2 separate regions of the Mus musculus genome follow, and region 2 is linked to region 1. A link is a contact called in public HiChIP or PLAC-seq data. All regions are on one chromosome and are shown on one strand. The core of a region is the stretch at or near the end of the contact, and the rest is flanking DNA. Distances in the headings are between cores, read along the strand shown.

The links. HiChIP or PLAC-seq counts read pairs in DNA pulled down with a chosen protein or histone mark.
Region 2: a FOXA1 HiChIP or PLAC-seq map of pancreatic cancer cells shows a contact between it and region 1. The contact joins two enhancer-like sites. A contact is called at or near these places in 1 of 15 datasets of contacts at CTCF or cohesin (the NIH/3T3 cell line) and 3 of 115 datasets of contacts at active chromatin or transcription factors (double positive thymocytes, embryonic stem cells and pancreatic cancer cells).

What each region holds. Positions count from the first base shown.
Region 1 is chr11:51,890,720-51,895,649 of GRCm38.p6, reverse strand. No RefSeq gene overlaps it. Among named protein-coding and RNA genes, the nearest start is that of Gm46281, 4.1 kb to the right of the region's middle. Within about 2 kb of position 2,684, at least 12 of the 459 cell types and tissues checked have an H3K27ac peak or open chromatin away from gene starts, as enhancers often do. A contact at or near this core is called in pancreatic cancer cells, where this site is marked.
Region 2 is chr11:52,331,503-52,336,432 of GRCm38.p6, reverse strand. No RefSeq gene overlaps it. Among named protein-coding and RNA genes, the nearest start is that of Gm51894, 25 kb to the left of the region's middle. Within about 2 kb of position 2,547, at least 145 of the 459 cell types and tissues checked have an H3K27ac peak or open chromatin away from gene starts, as enhancers often do. A contact at or near this core is called in pancreatic cancer cells, where this site is marked.

The sequences.
Region 1 (4,930 bases), core at 1,435-3,934:
GTCCTCTGACCACAGCCTCCCCAGGGCCAGAATTACAGGTGTGCACCATCACACCTGCATTCAGTTTTTGTCCTAAAATTCTGGTTGGGATCACCCAGGGTTGAATAGATGATACCATGTGTAATCCACAAGGGGAACTGGAGCCACCCTGCATGGCCTTCTGCTCCCAGATCTGCTTGCAAGCCTCCGGTGGCAGGAGCTCCCAGCCTGAGGTACCTCTGCTTTCGAGAACATCTTTTCCTCCTTGAGACTCACAGTTGTAGCCCCCCCTTCACCTCCCCCCGCTTTCTTTCCTCAACTCAGAAAGTACAGTATCACATAGGCTTGAAGCCAGGCTCTAAGCCTCAGCTCGACAAAAGGGAGACTACTGAGCCATCCTTCCTTAGGATTGTAACCATCAGCAGTCCTAGCATCATGTAACCTGACCCAGGGCCTTGAGAATGCTAGGCAAGTGCTCTGCCACTGACATATACTCTGAGTCCTGAAAAATGGCTCCTATTTAAGCAGACTGTCATTGAGTCATGCATGAAAATAATAAGACAATCAAGGGTCTCGGAGGTTCTCTGGGCAAAGCTGACCGTGGCCCCAGGCCACAATCCAGATCAGGCTCTGTCAGGGACTTGATGGTACCATTCACCAGACACTGCAAGTTTTGCCCTCACCTGGGGTGCAACCCTCTCCACTGTACTGGCTGTATCTCCTGCCCCACCCCCACAGTGCTCCACAGCGCCTTCCATGGAGAGCTTTCTGTGGTCCTGGCTTCACTGGTCTGTCAGCTCATGTGCCAGCCCTTGAGTTTGACTGGCTGATGAGTGAACAGGACATAGGACTTCTGGTCTTACAGGACTCCGGTCTCTATTCTGAACAGCCAAAAGGAAAACCAAGAACCAAACTAAACATCAATACTAAAGTGCTCTGAAAGGTATCAGGCTCTACTCACCTGCCAACAACGATTCACACCCACTCAGCAAGACTTTGTGCAGTGCCGAGTGGAGCAAGCTGTGTTTCCTGTCCCCACAGACAGCACAGTACATTCAGGGGCCAATAACCTTAGCCCAGGCAGTTGACCCTAAGGGAACCAGGGTGCCCAGACTGAACATAAAAATAAGAAATCAGGTCTTAGAGGGGTGAGCTGAGAGAGGGCAGGGGCTGCCGAGGAAACCCCACACTTCCTTGGAGTTGAATAACACCTCACAAGTTTATTGCACCAAAGCTGTGTATCAGCACATGGATATCTTTGTTGTTGTTGTTTGGTTTTTTTGAGGGTTTCTCTGTGTAGCCCTGGCTGTCCTGGAACTCACTCTGTAGACCAGGCTGGCCTCGAACTCGGAAATCTGCCTGCCTCTGCCTCCCAAGTGCTGGGATTAAAGGCGTGCGCCACCACTGCCCAGCAGTACACGGATTCCAAACAGAAGACTTGGTCCACATTCACCTGTCCCCTGTTGATAATTTAGTTTCCTTGCATAGTTTCCATTCCCCCTCTTCTGGTAACAGCATTCTGATTTACTTGTTTTGTTTTGTTTTTTGAGACAGGATTTCTCTGTATAGCCCTGGCTGTCCTGGAACTCACTCTGTAGACCAGGCTGGCTTCGAACTCAGAAATCCACCTGCCTCTGCTTCCCAAGTGCTGAGACTAAAGGTGTGTGCCACCACTGCCTGGCAGAGGACATTTAAATCTTAGGGTGACTAAGGTGCAACAACAACAGTCTATGCCTCAGAAAATAGTAACAGGCGTCAATCACTGCAGACCAAGAGAGTAACGACAGAAACAGATAGGCTATCAAGAAGCCTGGTGGGCAGGAAAGAGTGAAAGTGGAGCAAGAGCCACAGACAAGAGAGAAGGCTGCTTCTGAAGTCTACTTTTCAGACTGCTCTTATTCCCTGGAGGGGGTGCACCGTTCCTGGAGGTACTGCAATGCCAGGTCAATGCGTGGAGGGGATGGAGCAAGCTCCAATTTACTTTAAAAAAAAATTATTAAAAAAATTTATCTTTGTTACTTTTTAATTGTGTGTGTGTGTGCATGTGTGCATGTGCACTTGAGGGCAGGTACCCATGAGAGGCCAGAAGCATCAGATAGGCCTAGAGCTTCGGGTGCAGGGCGTTGTGAGGGGCTGGGTGCAGTTCTGGAAACTGTACTCGGGTCCTCTTGCAGAGCAGTTTGTGATCTCTCCGGTCAGTCCCTGGCATCCCACTTTTACCTGGGCAACTATTACTCTCAACACTTCCTGCTCCCGTGCTTAAGGTGGGGTGAACTCTCTGGCATGAGAGTCACACGTGAGCCATGCCCATCCCAGCAGAGCTGCATCTCGCCTATGGACAGAGCTATTGAGCATTGTCTTAGTTAGGGTTTCCGATGCTGTGAAGAGACACGGTGACCAGGGCAACTTTTATAAAGGACAACATTTCATTGGGGCCAGTTCACACTTTCAGAGGTTTGCTCCATTATCATCATCATGCCAGGAAGCAGGGCATGGTACTGGAAGAGCTGAGAGTTCTACATCTTGATCCAAAGGCAGCCAGAAAGCTCAGTCTGGCCAGACTTGAGCATATATAGGAGACCTCAAAGTTCACCCCCTCTGTGACACACCCCCTCCATCAAGGCCATACTTACTCCAACAATGACACACATCACCTAATAAAGTCACTCCCTGTGAGTCAAGCATTCAAACACATGAGTCTATGAGAGTCAAACCTATTCAAACCACAAGCATCTTAGCGGAGTTGAGCATCTGCCGAGCTGCAGAGCGCCCTGTGCACCATGCTGAGATGCAGAGAGTTTACCTACACGTGGAGCTGTATAGCGCCTTATTCATAGTGCAAAACTGCAAAGCACTTTCTGCAGGGTGCTCAGCTGCAGGGAGCCTTCCAGATGGTGCAGAGGGCATTGTGCTCAATACTGGGCTTCAGAACGCCTTGGGAACTGGGCGGAGCTGTACAGTGGCTGGTTTGGAGATGTCTGTGATTCCCATGCCAAACCCTGTGGTCCAATCAGAGCTAGTCGTGGATATTTGGACAGCTAGGAAGGCATTCACCAGGGCTTGAAGGTAGGAGAGTGTCAGCCTGGAGTTGCTGACAGCTGTGTTGCTACCGCTGAGTCTAGGAGAGGGGAGATGGCTCAAGTCAAAGCACTACTCACGCCAGGCCACCTGAGCTTGACCCCCAGTGGAGGTCACTGCAGATTTGAGGCTGGCCTGGTCTGGCCAAACCCTGTCTAAAATAAACAGGAAAGCAAGCCACCATCAACAAGAAATCATTTGGAGCTGGGAAGATGGCTCAGTTGGTAAAGTGCTTGCAAGCTCAAGGCCCTGACTTAAGTCTCTAGCATCCATGTAACAGCTGGGTAAGGCAGGACCAACTGTGCCTCCAGCACTGAGGTAAGGACATACAGATCCTGGAGCTCAGTGGTTCAGCTAGACTGGCTGACCAGTGAACTCCAGGTTCAGGGGGAAAGAAATACTGTCTGAGAGCCAAGGCAGAGGGCTGGTGAGGTGGCTGAGGCAGAGGGCTGGTGAGGTGGCTGAGGCAGAGGGCTGGTGAGGTGGCTGAGGCAGAGGGCTGGTGAGGTGGCTGAGGCAGAGGGCTGGTGAGGTGGCCAAGGAGGCAGAGCCACCTGCTGCCAAGCCTGACGGCTGGAGTTTGATTCCCAGAACCCACGTGAAGGAGAGAGCCAACTCCACAGAGCTATCCCCTGACCTCCACATGCACTCCGTAGCACACGCGGCTTCCCCATAATAAAAAATGGAAACTAATTAAATAAAATGAGGTGGAAAGTGATTGAGGAAGACAACTGACATCAACCACTTGTCTGTCTCCATGTGCACATATGTACATGTGTGTACATGAACTCATACATACCACACATACAAAACAAATAAAAATAATAAAAACTTATACCTAATTATTGGTGATGTGTGCATGTATGTGTATAAATATGGATACAGAGGTCAGAAGACAACAACGGGGAATGAGTTCTCTCCTTCCACCATGTGGGTTCTGAGGATCAAACTTGGGCTGTCAGATCAAAGCAAGTACCTTTCTACTGTGTGTGTGTGTGTGTGTGTGTGTGTGTGTGTGTGTGTGTGTGTGTTGTGTATGTGTGTGTGTATGTTGTGTGTATGTTGTGTATGGTGTGTGTGTGTGGTTTGGTAGCAAGTACCTTTATACTGGTGTGTGTGTGTGTGTGTGTGAGAGAGAGAGAGAGAGAGAAAGAGAGAGGTTTGGTAGCAAGTGCCTTTCCAGTGGGGGGGAGGGGCATGTAAGTTTGATAGTAAGTATCTTTACACTCTATATATGTGGGGGGGGGGGTTGGCAGCAAGTGCCTGTACTCTGTGTGTGTGTGTGGGGGGGGGGTTGGCAGCAAGTGCCTGTACTCTCTTTGTGTGTGTGTGTGTGTGTGTGTGTGTGTGTGTGTGTGTGTGTGTTTAATAGGATATTCAAACAAGCTGTCCATATGGAGTTAAGAAAACTAAGCTAGGTCTACTATAATGTCTATTAGAAAATCCTTCCTGGCACCTGGAATCGGATCGTGGCTCAAACCTATAATCTCAGCATTTAAGTGGCTGAGGCAGGATGAGTTGAGGAAAACCTAAACTCTATAGGTGAGATACTGAGAGTCCATCTGTATTAGTCAGGGTTCTCTAGAGTCACAGAACTTATGGGTAGTCTCTATATAGTAAAGGAGTTTATTGATGACTTACAGTCGGCAGCCCAATTCCCAACAATGGTTCAGTAGTAGCTGTTAATGGAAGTCCAAGGATCTAGCAGTTACTCAATCTCACACGGCAAGCAGGGGAAGGAGCAAGAGCAAGACTCCCTTCTTCCAATGTCCTTATATTGTCTCCAGCAGAAGGTGTAGCCCAGATTAAAGGTGTGCTCCACCACACCTTTCAATCCAGATGACCTTGAACTCGGAGATTTAATCTTCTGGAA
Region 2 (4,930 bases), core at 1,298-3,797, 440 kb before region 1:
TAACTCCACGACATTGCTCCTTGACACATTCTACGGCATGACTGCATACGCAAACTTGCACTCTCGCGCATGTACACACACTAAATACATACATATACACATAAATACAATTAAATTAGGAAACAGGCTGCACCGCACAGTACGAAGCTCCCTACACCCTTTTCAACACTGAATAGCATTTGCTCTTTATTTACATTCTGCTGCCAGTCTGAGAGGCAGAAAAACAAGTGGGAGGAAGGAAAAGAAGCAGGTGTTCTTCTCGGTCTGATGTCTGGGCTCGTGCTCTGCCAGGCTGAATGCAGGAGGGCCCAGGTTTACTGCGAATCCCCGGCTGGTGAGTCATAAGCAGTCTTGGGCAGCCTAGTATAGCAGCAGATTGTATACAGTATGTTCCAGACACAGTGGGGTGGAAGAGGGAAGGAACTTCCATTCCCAGGGGTTAGCAGGAAATCAGGGTTCGCTCTTGGGTCAGACTCAGCCATAAAAGAACTTAAGAACCAACTCTAAGGGAATCCCATCTCATTTCAGTTTAGAAGAAAAGTTCCAAAGCAGGTAAGCGATGAACCTCGTGGGCTGCATAGGGGAAGGAGGTGGCGAAGAAAGAGAGTCTGCCATTGCTTTGAGTTTGGCTAGCATGGAGTCAGCCACACTGCAGAGAAAGAGCCAAGGGTAGGGAAGGGGACTTAGAGAAAGAGTGAAGTTAAATGCTTATGGACAGCAAACTTAGGAAAGAGAGAAAGTTCACTTTCCCGAGCTTCAGGAAATCCAGCCAACTTACCAAGTCAGCTGTGTGGCTGCAGCTCAGCAAATGCACACAGAGGCAGGAATTGTGGGAAACAGAAGTGTGTTATCTCGGGGCCAGAGAGATGGGTCAGTAGTTAAAAGCCCTGGCTGTTCTTCTATAGGACTAGAGTTTGGCTCCCGTCACCCAGGTCGGGTAGCTCATAAGAGCTATAAACAACAGCTCCAGGGCATCTGGCGCCCTCTCCTGGCCTCTTCAGGTACAGCATGCACACACACACACACACACACACACACACACACACAAATAATAGGAGTGAAAACTGTAAACAGTACATTATCTCATTGAAGGATAATTAATTGTTCTTCCTATCTCTTTAGTGTGGCCAGGGTAAATCCACACTCCTAAAGGGTAGCCCCATCTTCCAGAGGGGTGGCCCTTTAGCCAATGACTAATCTGTTGAAGTAAATGTAAAAAAAAACGAGTAAAAAACCCAGTAAAAAAAAAAAAAAAGTAAAAAACCCAGGCCAGAGCTTTCATTGTCTTGACCATAAGGGAAAAGAATTCCTTTAATGCAGAGGTTCTCAAACCTCCCATGCTGCGACCCTTTAATGCAGTTCCTCATGTTGTGGTGACCTCCAACAGTAAAATTATTTCATTGCTACTTCATAACTGTCATTTTGTTACTATTATGAATCGTAATGTGAATATCTGTGCTTCCCAATGGTCTTAGGTGACCTCTCTCAAAGGGGTCATGACCCACCGGCTGAAAAACACTGCTTTAATGTGTCTTCAGTGTTGTGGTAAATATTATTTGGGGGCTCCTACCCCGTCTTAGATCATTTAGTTCCCAAATAAAAGACACAAACCTTTATATTTATAATAAGCCTTAAAGCACCAGAGCTGGGCAGACGTCAGCTCTCTGTGCTATTATTTTGGCTGCTTTTCTGTCAATAACCCTGAGATATCGCTCGTCATGTTCCTCCTGGGCCGCTCCTACTCCAACTGTCCCGGCCCTCATGTCCACGTGCTCATGACCCGCCTACCTATCCCACGATGACTTCCTTCTTCTCCAGTGTCCTTTTCTCTCTCTCCTCATGGTCTCTCCCTGAGACTCTAAGCCTGGGACCCTTCAGCCCTGCCTACCTCTTTTCCGCCCAGCTATAAGCTGTAGGCATCTTTATTAACCAATCATGGATAACTTGGGGGGGGGCAAGGTTTACACAACAAAAGCTGGTATACATGAAGATCTGCTTGTCTTGGAGCAACCTGATCTTGGGGTACAGAATTTAGCATTTGAATGAAGGCAGCATGAGACCAACCCATGACACTTCTTTTTTAAAGATTTATTTACTTATTTATTATATGTTAGTATACTGTAGCTGTCTTCAGACACTCCAGAAGAGGGAGTCAGATCTCCTTACGGATGGTTGTGAGCCACCATGTGGTTGCTGGGATTTGAACTAAGGACTTTCAGAAGATCACGCTGAGCCATCTCACCAGCCCCCTCCCCCCGTGACACTTTTTTATGATTATAATACAAGCCGATGGGTGTCAAGGCCTTCGTGAGCCTTCCTGAGATGAAAGCTTTCATACCTGACACAGCACCAATGTTTTGGGTTTCAATAACCTCTGACTGGTATCCAAGCCCCAGAGACAGTCCTGCCTCTCACCTTCGCCCTTCTCAAGGGCTAAACTAGCTGTCCTTAGCAACTCCTGGTGGACCTTACTACTCCCGATGCCCATGAGGAGGCTGCGGGCACAGACCAGCCTGGTGAGTCAGTGCTTCCGGGCACTGAGCTTGCCAACACCTAGTCGGCGACAGGCCATGAGTCACAAATTATAGGCCTTCCACATGAGCAGGCGGTGCCAGCCTGTGAGGCGGCAACGCTGGCAGGGAACTCCGGAGCTTTAGGCTTGGGGCCATGGGAAAAGAATGGTCCAGACAGGCCTGCACACTGTAGGGCCCTCTTATGGCTTCTCTCCCACCAGCCGCCAGGCTGTAGTGCCAACGCCTAGGCTTGGACATGCTCTGACACAGGACTTCCTCGGCCTCAGACCAGAAGGAAACTGGCTTTACTGGGAGCCTAGTGAAATTTCAAAGCCAGAGTCTTCCCACTTCAGCTAAGGAGATTGCAGTGACAGAATGCTTTGTGCTGCAGTGGGTGGCCTCTTGGGGTGCTGCTTCTTTGCCCCCCAAGATATTCCAGGACGTGGAACTGCCTTGTTTAAGAGCACGAGGTCAGAGGCCAATGTACCACCTCTGAGGCCAAACAGACATGGTACCACAGGCCTTCTGAGCTCTCGCATATGCTTAGCCAAGGCATCAAGGGCTTCTAGAATGTTCAGAGAACTCTCACACTGATAAAACGAAGCCAACTGCATTCTACCCCCAACAAAGTTCCTTTAAGCTCAGGACCACAGCTTCATAACAGCAAATTTACACACTCCCTAAATGTGATGTCACATCAGGTTCTTCTTTTTGTTAGAAATGTTTGATTGTGTGGCTGAAGTGGATGCGGAGAGGCACACTCAGGAAGGAATGAGGGCCAGAGCTCAGCTTGGGCAGAGGACCAGGGAGACTGTGTGTCTCCTTGGGATGCCTCCTCCTGACCCCGGCAAGGCCTGCACTGCTGCACAGAGGGCCTCTCACCCAGGGTTCTGCTAGTGATGATTTGTTTACACTCTGGGCTGGGAGCCTTAGCAACCGCAGGGAACAGCCAAACACAGACTAATGAGCATGCCTCAGGTACAACCAAGCAGGACTAATGAGAGCCCGGCCCTGTACCTCCGCAGCGGAACGCTCAATGCCATGTCTTAGAAACCAATAGAGAGATATGAACATAATGATCACAGGGTCACCACTGAGCCGCAGCTGACCCGGGGCTTCCGTGCCAGGATGCTCAGTTCACATTATCCCAGAGCAACCCAACCGCTCTCCCGGTTGGCACAGTGCCTGGCATCGGGAAGATCCTCGGGAAACACAGGACTAAATGCACTGAGGTCGGTGCACCCAGGAAACCAGAAAGCCACTCTCCCAGTCAAAGTATCTGACACCTTCTCCCTCCCCCTCCCCTCCCCTCCACTTCCCTTCCCCTTTTTGATTTGTTTCTTGAGACAAGCTCTCACTTTGCAGCCCAGGAACTCCTTATGTAGCTCAGGCTCACCTCCAACTCAGGGTGATCCCCGTGCTGGGATTACAGATGTGTGAGCCAGGAACCCGCAGTAATCCTCCTGCCTTAGCCTCCCAAGTGCTGGGATTATAGGCACAAGCCACCACACCCGGATGTTTCCTCTCAGTGCGGGAAGGCATGCGACACCATGCAACTTGGAAGACAAAGGATGAGTTTGTGATGTCCCTTCCCTCCATCCTTTTTAAAAAATCGGTTCCGGGGCTTGAACTCCAGTCTCCAGGCTTGAATAACAAGCACCTTTACCTGCTGAGCCTCTCACTGGGACCGTGCATCTTTCTCTTATATTATTTAGTTCATTTGTTCACTTTTTGTTAATTGTTCTCACTCTCTCTCTCTCAGCAACAATAACAACAAAAACAAGTGCTGTTGACTACTGAGCCAATTCTCTAGCCATTCCCCCCACTCTGGTTGTGTGTGTGTGTGTGTGTGTGTGTGTGTGTCTGTGTGTTTGGTTGTTTTTAAGATGGGGTCTCACTATGTAGACCAGGCTGGCCTTGAACTCACAGAAATTCATCTGTGAATTCCTCTGCCTCCAAGTTCTAAATTAAAGGAATGTTCCACCAGAACCAGCTAGAATTTTTTTTACATATTTTATGTGTATAAGTGTTTACCTGTATGTATGTATGTATGCATGCATGTATGCATGTGTATGTGTGTACACTGTGCACATGCCCAGTGGCTATGGACCGGGACAGAAGAGGGCATTAGGCTCACTGGAACTGGAGTTACAGATGGTTGTGAGCCTCTCTATAGGTGCTGAGAATTGAATCTGGTCCTTTGCAAGAACAACAAGTACCCTTAACCTCTGAGCTGTCTCTCCAGCCTGTGACAACCACCATCTTGAAGCCATCTTGCCAGCTCTGGACTCTCTGCTTGCATTTTAACAGTTTTCTCTCTTGGTATCATCCAAAGCAATATGGATTTTCTTGCTAATTTGGTTGTCTTAGTTAGGGTTTCCGTTGCTGTGAAGAGACACCATGGCCAAGGCTACTCT